2 separate regions of the Mus musculus genome follow, and region 2 is linked to region 1. Evidence: chromatin contacts called from public HiChIP or PLAC-seq data. All regions are on one chromosome and are shown on one strand. The core of a region is the stretch at or near the end of the contact, and the rest is flanking DNA. Distances in the headings are between cores, read along the strand shown. Region 1 overlaps 1700025G04Rik (RIKEN cDNA 1700025G04 gene). Region 2 has its middle 79 kb from the start of 1700025G04Rik.

Region 1 (5,732 bases), core at 1,111-3,610:
TTGAAAGAGCCACAATTGATTGAAAGCCTGTTGTAACCTAACCTGACTCCCGGAAGTGACAAAGGAACAAGTGAGCAGTAGGTTGTTCCGCTTACTAGGACTCTTAGTGCAGGATTAAGCTTGTAGCATTGGCTTTTGCTCAGATGCAAATGGAAGTGTGACCACGTGACCACAATCATTTTCAACCCCTCCCTCCTCACTTTTTTTTCTAAGAAAATAAACATTTTGCTGTTTTTCTGTATCCTTGTCTTCTCCCATTCATCCAGTTCAGTTAAAGATGACCCTAGGTGTGGAAGCTAAGTCCTCCTTCACAGGGACACTGATGATTGGCCTAAATGGCTCCCCACCCTTCTGGAGACATCGAACATGGTTTGGAAGGGCTGTGAGTGGTCAGAGGAGATGAGGCGACAACCCCGTGACTTCTTAGGAGGGCTGGAAACCACTGTCAACCTTTCACTCTGTTAACTTATCAGAACACGCTGTTTTCTGAGTTCCCCCTTCGATGTGTTATGTGAGCCTTGCCCCTTCATTCGTTTCTGTTTCCAGCTCTGGTAGTGTGGGTTAAAAAAAAAAAAAAAAATGTCTGCCTACTAGAAAACATAGGACATCCACGCTGGTGATGTTACTTGGAGAAGTGAAAGCCAAAAGCCCCTGGTGGTGGGGAGTGTTGACTGTGTGTTCAGTAGAGTTTATTTTTCCATACTATATGAAGAGAATGATCTCTTCTCAAAGACAGAAGTAATATTTTTAACAAATATTGTCACAAGTAAATAGCAATCAAAAGGAGAAAAAATAACTTTTGTATTTTTTTAATCGTGTTTGATAGCTTTGATGAGGGTTCTCTTTGTTACTTTCAGGGGAGGGCACCCTATTAAATGCCACGCCAGCAGTCCTGGATTGAGCTTGTCCTACACACACACACACACACACACACACACACACACACACACACACACGAATGCTGTGTTTTTCTCAGAGGGTTGTGAATTTCAAGGGTCTCACGATCAGCCACACTGCCTGCCACCTTGGAAGATGGAATAGTTACAAGAGAGACAGTTAAGATGCTCCCAATTGTCTGGAAATTGTCTGCCACACAGACTAAAACAGGAAGCTAAATTCGTTCTTGCCGAAATGAGCCTTGGCTTTCAAAGCTGTCCGCAGATTCTTCATCTCCTGTCAGACCCAAGGCAGCAAAAGCGAGGGGGAAAATGCAGTGGAGTTCTATAGAAAATGGACTCGGGTGTTTAGCAACAAAATGCCATAATTCTTGCATCCAGCAGCAGCTATTTTGGGGAGCAGCTGTGGTCGTTATATAAACAGAGTTTCAGCCCAAAGCTTAGGCTTTTTATCCAGCTTCAAGCAGAAAATACGGGGAGAGTCGAGCAGTCTGGGGTTTTAAGTTCCCTCCCTTCGTGTGTTTTTTCGGCCAAAGGACAAAAATAGTTTTCCTCAACTGTAAATGAACTGCTAAACCCCACCTCAGCCCTGTTCACTGGAGACTTTGTTCACTGTTCTCTGGATGGCCTATTCCGGAATCTCATGTTCTTATCAAGCAAGAATGAAGTGAATGTTAACGTCTTCCGTTTGACTCCTCTACTTGGTGTCTAAGACAGTGTCTTTCCAGAAGACCAGCTCCCTGTACCCGAAGATGAGACACCCATGTCCTTTCCCTCGGTCACAGGTAGCACCTTGGATGTCACTCATGTCTCTCGGGAACCTCACTTTTGAGTGTTAATGAGCCCCTAAGTGCTGTTTAGGAAACAGCGGTTTTCCACCATTCTCTCGCCCATGTTCCTCTCGGATACTTTGCTGTAAAACGAAGTGATTCTATCTTCAGACGCACGTTTGGTCGCCTCTAGAAATAGGTCCAAGAAATGGGATGGATGACTGGGTTGGCATGAAATGCCTGACTGTGTTAGCAACACTCAAAACTGTCTGTTTTCCATTTGTTGGTTTGAATCATAAAATTGTCAAGTGATTTGTGTTTGTACTTTATTTTTCTATACCTTCTGGAAGGATCTAAATTAAAAATATATGCCCCTCCCCCATGTCAGAACATTAAGCAGACTGTCTCAGGTATAATGAAAAGAATCGTCCAGTAGAGATAGTGGAACATCTTGCTAGTTGTCCTGTCTGTAGGACTCGAGAGTTGGGAGGAGGGAGGAAGGCAGGGAAATGGCCTGGTAAAACCAGGAAACAAATGTTGAAGAATGGACAGAGGTTATTTGGAGAGCTTTTAGTGTGGCTGTGTGCTATGGCAGTTGGTCTAGCGGCCAGTGGGCGGAGTGGGCCTGCTGGAGAGATGTGTAGCTGGGTTACGCACGGCTCGCCTTCCCCACGTTGTAGAGTTGTAAAGGTTCAGCAGTATGTGCGCGGCTTTCTTTTGCTTGGCAGCGATTCAGGACCACAGAGTGCTGCTCTCATAATTGAGTACGTGTTTCTTACTGGCAGACAAGCTCAAAAGAGGCTTTTACCTCGACCAGGCCTCCTAGCCCCAGGCTTAAGCAGAAGCATAGAGTGACATTATGGTCTATTTAGGAACAAAGAAGTTTCAAAGTCCAGTGATGAGAAAACTAGGTCAGCCCCCAGAAACAGCCACACAGTGGCTGGTCTCTCCCTGTCTGCTGTGCCTAGCATCTGAAGCTGGCCTTTGATGACTCAAGTAAGAAATACATGGCCCAGGAATAGCCTTGGTTCTCAGCTCCCAGGCGCCTGCCTGTTCCTCCACTATAGAGCCGCTCTGTGTCCTGGGTGTACCAGAGAGACAACTGCCCAGCCGGGTGTGGTAAGCTTCACACTTGACCCAGTTGATGGCCTCCGACCTTAAGTTATAACTTCGTCCTCCACCCAACCTCACATCCATGTTTCCTCCTCTTCCAGCAGAAGTCCTATAACCCTGCTGAAACAGATTACACCTCCCCTGAGCTGTCCCTCAGTCACCTACAGTGCAGTTTGGCATAGTGAGAAGTCCTGTTTAGATGCTGGGTGAGAATTTAAAAGTTGCCCCATCTCTACTAGTCCTGAGAAAAGAAACTTCATTAAATATGTTTGTTTTATAGTAAGAGAAAAGATCACCTTCTTAATGGAGGAAAAGACAAAAGACATTTGAAAGACAAAGTGATTGGTATCAGAATTCGCTCCCTTAAGCTTCTCTCAAAAACAAGGGATGGGGCAGCATCATGTTGTACTCTAATTTTACATGAACACTGCCTTTCTGGCTCTTTCCACCAGAAAGCTATCTCTGGGCTATATTTCTTTCTACCTTTTTAGAAATCAGTCCTTTTGTTAAGTTGTTTATAACTCCAATAGAAAAATAAGGCATGGTCGGTGGGTAGGGATGATGTATTTAAAAGGCATAATGAAATAGTAGCTGGAAGCAGGGCCTTCAAGACATCATGGGTGGATTGGCAGACCCCAAGGTGCCCCTGCAAAGCTATGTGAGCCCTCTACAGATGCTCTGGGATAAACTGGTGGAATGCCTTGAATGAGGTCCGTGGATCTCCTTTTTGCAGATAAGTGGATGATTCTAATATCTATGGGGAAGGCACCTTGATATCTGTCCACAGTCACCTTTTCTATTATATCTCGGGGGGGGGGGGGATGAAACAACCCTCACAAGTCTGTGGGAGAATACCTGCCCCTATGACAAAGCCTGGGGCCGTTAGTGATGCTGAGGTTTCCATCGTAGCTGAGATCTGAGTTTATCTTGAGTGGGAAGAGGAAAAGCAGCTCTAATCGTTGTTATTTATGTTCAGTCTGTGGCTAGTGTTGCCGATGACATGCTGTCCTTATTCCGTGTGTCCCTCAAAACAGTCCCTTCACCCCCGAGTTCTAAGAAGTGTGTCTTACAGTTGAATCCATCTGTCCAACGAAAACACATGTGTTGAAAGAGGAAACATCATTAGAGTATATTTCTATTAGTATTATTACTACACACCTTGCAACACTGTGAAAAAAAAAAAACAAGCCTTGAAGGGGCATCCACCTTCTACAGTCTCTCTTTGGCTCCGTTACCAGCTTACTATCTTCATGGGGACTCTTAGCTGGCCCTCCCTAATCCTATAAACTGCACAAGAACCTGAAGAAGCCACTGGTGACAGAAGACTTTGGGGCTCAGAGGGAGAAGGCTTGTGGGAGAGGGTTGTCACATCCTTTCAGCTTTTGAGAAAAGAGGCAACTTATTCCACCTTTTGGGTGCTGTGGATCCCCCGGCTCCCCTCAGTCCCCTAAGCTTGTTTCTTCAGAGGCTTTTCTTCGGTAGGCTAAACGCAGAGAGATCTGAAAGGCTGAGGAGATAATGCCTGGACCAGTGACCTGGATGGAGATCCTTTCTGGTAGGCTACAGTTGAGTGTTTCTTTTTGATCGAGAGTCTGAATTTTCCAGGCTAGTTTTAAGTACCAGACCTAGATATGACTCTCAAGATCTTAAACGTTTTCAGAAGTCATGTGGTAACCTAGAGAGGGTCACTGTAGTCCAAGGATGGGCCAGCAGCTCAGGAACTCCACAGAGTTCATCTCCTGGCTTCATAAGACTCCTGGGGCAAGAGATGACTCATCGCTCCAGCAGCTGGTAAAGGTGCTACCTGGAGGGGACCCACAGTCACCCTCATTCAAAAGGATGTCCTTGCCCAGGTTCCTTGTGACTAGGTCTTCGAGATGCTGATTGCTTCTAACCTAGCAACTTGCACGTTCCCTCGGGATGATGTGGGGATGGCTCTTATCTCTTGGAAGCCAGAGGGATTCCTTAAAGTCAGGAAGGTCCCACCATGCCCAAGTCTCCTGTATGGCACTGTCTCTTTGCCTTGGTACATTCTTCTCCCCTTCCCGGGGACTATTTTTAGACCAGGTCTTTGAGTTTGACTGAATACGATTTAAAGTAAAAAGAGCAGCCTAAACTTAGCCAGAACTGCCTTCAGTTCTACAGGGTTGAAAATTAGACCTCAGGGGGCGACTTGGCTCAGCCCCAGGAGTCAAAAATAAAATAAAAGCTTAGCGTTTCAGTCCAGACCTTCAGGGTCTCTTCTCCTTTGACAGACAACTGAGCAGTTTTGCAGGAGATGCCAAGCCAGATTTTTTTTTGCCATCCAAAGAAAGATGTAAATTCATAAAATTACTGTTTTCTTGGATCAGACCCAGACAGTTGCCTTATTAGGACTTTAAATTTGGATCTATTCTTTTAATACATACACAACGATAGATGGATAAACAAAACATAAATACTTAATCATAGACAGGCTGAGGGTAGGGGGAAGCTGGCGCTTACCATTTTGTAATCACTACAATAATGTCTGAGGGAAATATCCACATAACTACAAGGAAGTATATACAGCAAAACCCCGTGGCTGCTTTTACAGCCAATGGGAGCACCGAGGTCTGTGAGTGGGCTCTCACCTTGTGCCCTTCTGTGCCTGTGTCTGCATGTCTGGTTTCTCTGGGCCTCTAGATCCACGTTTTGGCTCATGCTCTTTCCCAGGTCACTGGGATCGACGACACGTGCCAGGGCCAGCCCCAGCATTGCTCATCATTCCCACTCATCAGTGTGGCCTTGACTGTGACATTGCAGCTGCTCCACTGGGACGTGATGTTACCAACCTGGAGAGTTAAAAGTATTTTTCCTCGGGTTGTCTCAGGTGTAGTTACTCCTGGTAGGCTCCCGGCCCTGAGCCGATGAGCAAGCAATATGAAGGTGAACCAGTTTCTCCCCTCCAGAGGCCTATCACGAGGGGGAAACA
Region 2 (5,732 bases), core at 2,261-4,760, 280 kb before region 1:
AGACTGCCCGGGCCTCATGGCTTTGGGCTTTTTTATATGTTAAAAGGGGGCTACTGAAAGTTTTTGAGAAAAATCTCAGGTAGCAAATTTTTGCAGAATTCTGCAGCATCTTTCCCTTAGGAGGCTGGAGAAATGAATATTTGGCCCAAGGCAATGAATTTCCTTTTTGTTTGAAATGCTAGACTTGAAAGAAAGATGTCAAATTAAACTGAAAAAAAACCCCACGACCAAACATCTCAGATAGTCAGAAACTTGCTCTCTAATGTGTGGGATTTTGCTAAAATGTATAATGTTTGCATGTTTCTGGCGTTGTCATAGAAGCAAATGGCACGTTTTGAGACTGTGGATCTCATCGGGTGTTTCCAGGCTAGGACAGGATGTACTTTCAGCTGGTGGCGGTGGGGAGGGTTCCTGGAGCCCTGACAAGGGCTCCCTTGCACCTTGCTGTGTCAAAATGCTCAGAGGTGAAAGGCTGGCGCGGACTCCAGCATGAACAGTTCTTTCAACCTTCATCGAGAGTGCCCACTAATGCAAAAAACAGACGAAGGAGGCCAGAATCAAAAGGGAGCCATTGTCACCCACAACTCCATTTGCATTTATTTATTCAGAATTCATATTAACTGGCAGCAGCAGCTTGTGCTCATTTTCTCTGGATCATTAAAATCTGTTCATCTGAGCCGTAAACAAAGGCACGGATGCCCAGGTAGCAGCTCGAACTACCCGGCAGTAATTGCGCCATGGCTCCCCTGTAGCAGCCCACAGGCTCATAGTAGCTCAAGACTGACGAGCGTGCTCATTAAGCAGGTGTGTCTTAAGTGTGACCTGCAGAAAGACTGGAGGCACTTAGGACATTGCCATGTAGTTCCATGCTTGGCCTAAACTGGTAAAAAAAAAAAAGAAAAGAAAAAAGAAAAAAGAAAAAAAAACAGAGAAATCATTACAAATTTAGTCTGGATCATATAACAGTAGGACTTGTGTGATCAGAGCCTGACACAGTACTCCAGCTTCTGATACCATGGGTTGTTAGCGATGAGGACAAAGTGGAGTGGAGGGACTACGCAGAGAACCAGGGCACAGAGTGAAATGGAGCACGTGCATGTTGATAAAATGTCATGTAACTGTACGACCTGAAGCTCGAATGCTGGCCTGTTGTGGTGACTTACATCTGTAGTCCCAGCACTCAGAGGATAGAAACGTGGGTGTGGTACTGTTGGGCTTCCTGGTCCATTAGCCGAATCATTGAAACCTCAGAACTCAGAAATGGAAGCCAAGAAGATGAAGAGGACAAGGCCTGCTTGTGCTAAATAATACAACTGTTTTTTTTTTTTTTTAAGAAAATAAAAACCCAGTCCCATGGATTAAATGTTGAGGACCAGGTAAGTACTGAATGAAGACAAGACCGATAGTCAGGAATACGGCAAGAAGAGGAAGTGAAGCTGTGGGTGAAAGGTAGCCAAGAGCGAGACTTTAAGAGCAGTGGCTGATGGGCGGTCCTTGGAGGAGAGTGACCCAACATTAAATTTCAGATTCCTGCTGGGAAGGAAGTCCCTCCAAACCTGACCTAAGGCACAGAGTCTTTCTCTAGTCCTGAGTCCTTCAGTGTCTCACAGCATAAGAGATGCTCAAAGATCATTTGGTGAACAGAGCCCTCAGAGGTAATTAAATTCATATGTTTAAGTGAAGCTGAACCTGAACAAATTGGCCACCACAGTCTGCTTCCATGCCGTTCCCACAGGCTCAGGCCACATGGGATCAGAGGACTTTTCTTCTTTCTGATGAGTTCATACTTACCTGGTTTGGGGGAGCATTGTTTGGTCGTTTTGTTATTGCTTGTTTACTGGGTTTTTTCTGTTTCATTTTGCTGATATAATACACATGTATATGAACCTGAAATGATCACAAAGATAAATCAGAAATTGCTTTCTCCAGAACTACGCACATGTTTCTCTATTGATCTGGGAGAGGCCGGGATTTAGCTTGAGAAAATCGGAATGGATCGTCGTCGCCCCTCCCCATACATCACTTTTAGGGAACAAGGGGACATTCTTAAGCTTGGGTAACGATGTGACCAGTCTAGAAAAAGATCCAAGAATAATGAGAATGGCTGAATGAATGTTTTTTTTTTTCCTCAAGCTAACCAGCCCCTGAAAAGGACTCAAGTAGCTCAGGCATGTGCTGAATCCCCATTTCAGAAAGGCGAGCTAATCTCCTCTGTGCCTGAGGGTCTTCATCTGAGGGACAGAGATAAAGAGCATTGTGAGAATGCAATGAGTCATTACATATGGATGCTTCTAGAGGAGGAGTCTGATGTATACAAGACTCTCCCTCCCTCCCTCTGTCTCTCTCTGTGTGTTCACATGTGCGTGCGTGCGTGCGTGCGTGCGTGCGTGCGTGCGTGCGTGCGTGTGTGTGTGTGTGTGCTTGAGTGCCTGCGTGCTGACAGTATGCAAACGCATGCTCATATGTGTGAATGTGCATGCGAGGGCCATAGGTCTAAGTCGGTTGGCCTCCTCAATTACTCTTTACACTGTGCATTTAAGACAATGTCTCTCACTGAATGGAGCGTGTTGGTTTGGCAACACTGACAAGCTGTAGGACAGCGGACAGCCAGCAAGCTGTAAGAATCCTCCTGTGTCTTCCTTCCCAATGTTAGGTGACAGGTGAATGTCCACAAGCTATTTTACTTGGATTCTGAGTATCAAATCACTTTACCAACTGAGGCATCTCTCCGAGCCCCCTAAAACTTTTGGCTAACACTAACTTTCATAATTTTTTTTTGACACGGTTTCCTTTCCAACCTTGTAAAATGAACCTGCAGAGCATGCTCGGAAGCTCCCTCCCCTTGGGGACTTAGAAATAATACTACTTCCTATGCATATATTATGTTCAGGACATCTGACCTATGTCTAATCCGATCTTTCACAATAGTCCTATGAGATAGGCATTATTCAGTCGGGAGTCTGAGGATCAGAGAAAATATATAACAGCCTCACCTAACAAGGAAGGGAGCAGAGATTTTGACTTTAGGGCCAAATGAATCTAAAGCCACTGGGACTTTAGGTCTGCGTAGAAGTTTGCTTCATGTGCTTCCGGTTTACATTATGTCCCCAGCATAAATAAATAAATAAACAAATAAATAGACAAATAAGTAAATGATAAACAATATGTCTCATTTTACTACACTTTCCGGCTATACACTACAGAAACTGCCAAAATGAAATTGAACTTAATTTACATAAGTACATAGGCCAAAGACCATCTTTGATTGACTTATCTCACACGGATTAGATGGCTTGGTGCCTCTCTAGAACTTCTGCCTGAAATCCTGCGATTAATTGGCCTTGTGGCTCTAATCAGAGGAAGTCTGTTTAGTTCAAGTCACATGAGGGCATTTTCACTCCAATTATAACGTCAGCTCTAAATCTGTTGGTCTGTCACAAAGGCACAAGTTTAAACCCAGTGACGAACTTGAGCTGTCACTGTTCCCCAAGTAGAGACATCCTCAAAAGCTTATCTGAGCAGAAGGTCAATCCAAAGGCCTGGAGGTTTGCCCAGCCCCACTTCCCTGCCCAGCTGAAAGCAGAGAAGCTCACAGACACACAGCTGAGAGGACTGTATCTGTGGGGTCAGCAAGCTAAATTTGGAGTAGCCAGGCCAAGTGCAGACTCTGTAGCCAGCCAGAGCCGTACTGGACATATGAACCCAAACAAGTACAGCAGCACAAGGAAAAACTTGAATGAAGAAGTGTTAGAAATGATATAAAAACAGAAAAAATGCAAAACAGCTTCCCAGTTCAGCAGGGATAAGGAAACAGACCCTCGGGGGTTTATTCTTCCAGATTCTTGTGCTATTCAGGGTACCCAGAAGGATTCCCCACTGTCTGCAACAGTACCGCAGTTTCTTGTTTTCTGAGCGCTCAGAGATATTATGGTAAGTGCAGCGTGCCTTTCGCTGGTCTCAGCAGTGGATGAGGACATGGCTTAAGCACATGGCCGTGGTTGGGAAGGCTGGGTGAGGCTCCAGAGCACCCACAGACATGTCACTCCAACCAAGTGTTGTCTGCCAAAGAGCCACCCCCTTCTGAGAGCTGATAGCCTCATCTGCCTATGTGGATGTCTACACCCTAAGCCAAGGGCACCTTGAGTCTGGATGTACCATGGTGCCAATCATGACCACAGGAAAAACTCCCTTCCTTGCTCTAGTGAAGCAGAAGCCCTGAGGAGCCCAAAGCCCTTCAGTGGGTATTTCCTATTTTCCTCTCCTGTGAGCCTTCTGTAATGTAAAGGGCCATATTTGAGAGACTACAGGGGGATCCCGTCTTCATGTGTTGCTGCCATACTGGGAAAGAAACTTCCCTAAATGTTCCACAGTAGGCATCACATATCGATGGCCTCAGTTTGACACATGTAGCTGTGTCTAAATCCAATATTCATAGGCGTGCTGGCTAATTTTATGTCAAGTTGACGTGGGCTAGAATAGTCTGAAAGGAGGGAACCCCAATTGAGAAAACACCTTCATAAGGCTGAGCTGTAGGCAAGCTTGTGGAGTATTTTCTTAATTACTTAATTGGTTGGGGAGAGCCCAGCCTATTTTGGGTAAGGTCGTCCTTAGTCTGATGCTCCTAGGTTCAATAAGAAAGCAGGCTGAGCAAACCATGGGGAGCAAGCCAGTGAGCAGCATCCTTCACGGCTGGCCTCTGATGATCTGCTCCAGTCTCCCAGGTTCCTGCCCTGAGTTCCTTCAGTGATGGACTATGGGTGTGGAAGGATAAGTCAGATAACCCCCTTCCTCCCAACCTGCTTTTGGTCACAGTGTTTCATCATAGCAATAAGAACCCAAACTAAGACAATAGGAATGTAATTGTTATAGTTGTTAACCTTGTCTAATTAGCATCTGTCTTAAGCAGGGGATGGGGCCAATTTCTGCAGGCCCACACTCGACTAGACAAAGGTTAGGAGGAAGGTTCTGAGGGGACTGGCATTGGAGAGCAGTGAATGGTCCCCTGCACCTCCACATTCTACAGATGTCGATGGACCTTATGCCCCAGATAAAGCTTTACTTTCTTGCAAGGAATGCCACTCAAAACCTGGGTCTTGCTATTCCCAAGGAAAGTAAGTTCTTCCTCTTATGTCCCCATCCATTCAATTCCCTATTACATCATCCTTTTCCTCTTCTCCTTCTCCATAGATTCTGTTTTTCATCATCTCTCTTCCCCTAGGCACTAAGGTTTCTGATCATGAAGATAGTGTACCATTCATTTTGGAATTTTCAGTACCTAGGATAATTTCTGTGGTTAATACATATGCTCTAAATTTCCTTCTATGAAGTGAGGTGATAGGGAAGTGGGGGGAGGATACATATACATATACATATATCATATATCACATATCACATATATCATATATGTATACATACATACATATAATTTATATATATATATTATTTATGCCTTGGAAAATTCTCTTGCTAGGTCTGTTTTGGCCTAACCAAGAAAAGGAGAAGACACACATTTTTAAAGTAGAAGAAGAAGCTGGTCTCAGCAGCACACTCCTGTGATCCTATCCCAGGGAGGCAGAAATGGGAGCATCCCCTGGGGCTTGCTGGGCAGCCAGTGGATTTGAGTCTGCAGGCTCCAGGCTCAGTGAGAGACCCTGTCTCAAAACATAAGGGGGGAGAGAGTGATTGAGAAAGACACCCAATGTCAACGTCTGACCTCTACATACATGTGCGCA

The links. HiChIP or PLAC-seq counts read pairs in DNA pulled down with a chosen protein or histone mark.
Region 2: an H3K27ac HiChIP or PLAC-seq map of heart atrium shows a contact between it and region 1, with 4 times the contacts expected there. The contact joins two enhancer-like sites. A contact is called at or near these places in 1 of 15 datasets of contacts at CTCF or cohesin (the NIH/3T3 cell line), 1 of 484 Hi-C or Micro-C datasets (bone marrow-derived macrophages), 2 of 115 datasets of contacts at active chromatin or transcription factors (embryonic stem cells and heart atrium) and 1 of 9 other capture datasets (embryonic stem cells).

The regions. Positions count from the first base shown.
Region 1 is chr1:151,887,094-151,892,825 of GRCm38.p6, reverse strand. It overlaps 1700025G04Rik (RIKEN cDNA 1700025G04 gene), which reads left to right. Exons shown (of 6, transcript NM_197990.3): 6 at 1-5,732. Among named protein-coding and RNA genes, the nearest start is that of Edem3, 130 kb to the right of the region's middle. Within about 2 kb of position 2,360, at least 77 of the 459 cell types and tissues checked have an H3K27ac peak or open chromatin away from gene starts, as enhancers often do. A contact at or near this core is called in heart atrium, where this site is marked.
Region 2 is chr1:152,166,254-152,171,985 of GRCm38.p6, reverse strand. No RefSeq gene overlaps it. Among named protein-coding and RNA genes, the nearest start is that of 1700025G04Rik, 79 kb to the right of the region's middle. Within about 2 kb of position 3,510, at least 21 of the 459 cell types and tissues checked have an H3K27ac peak or open chromatin away from gene starts, as enhancers often do. A contact at or near this core is called in heart atrium, where this site is marked.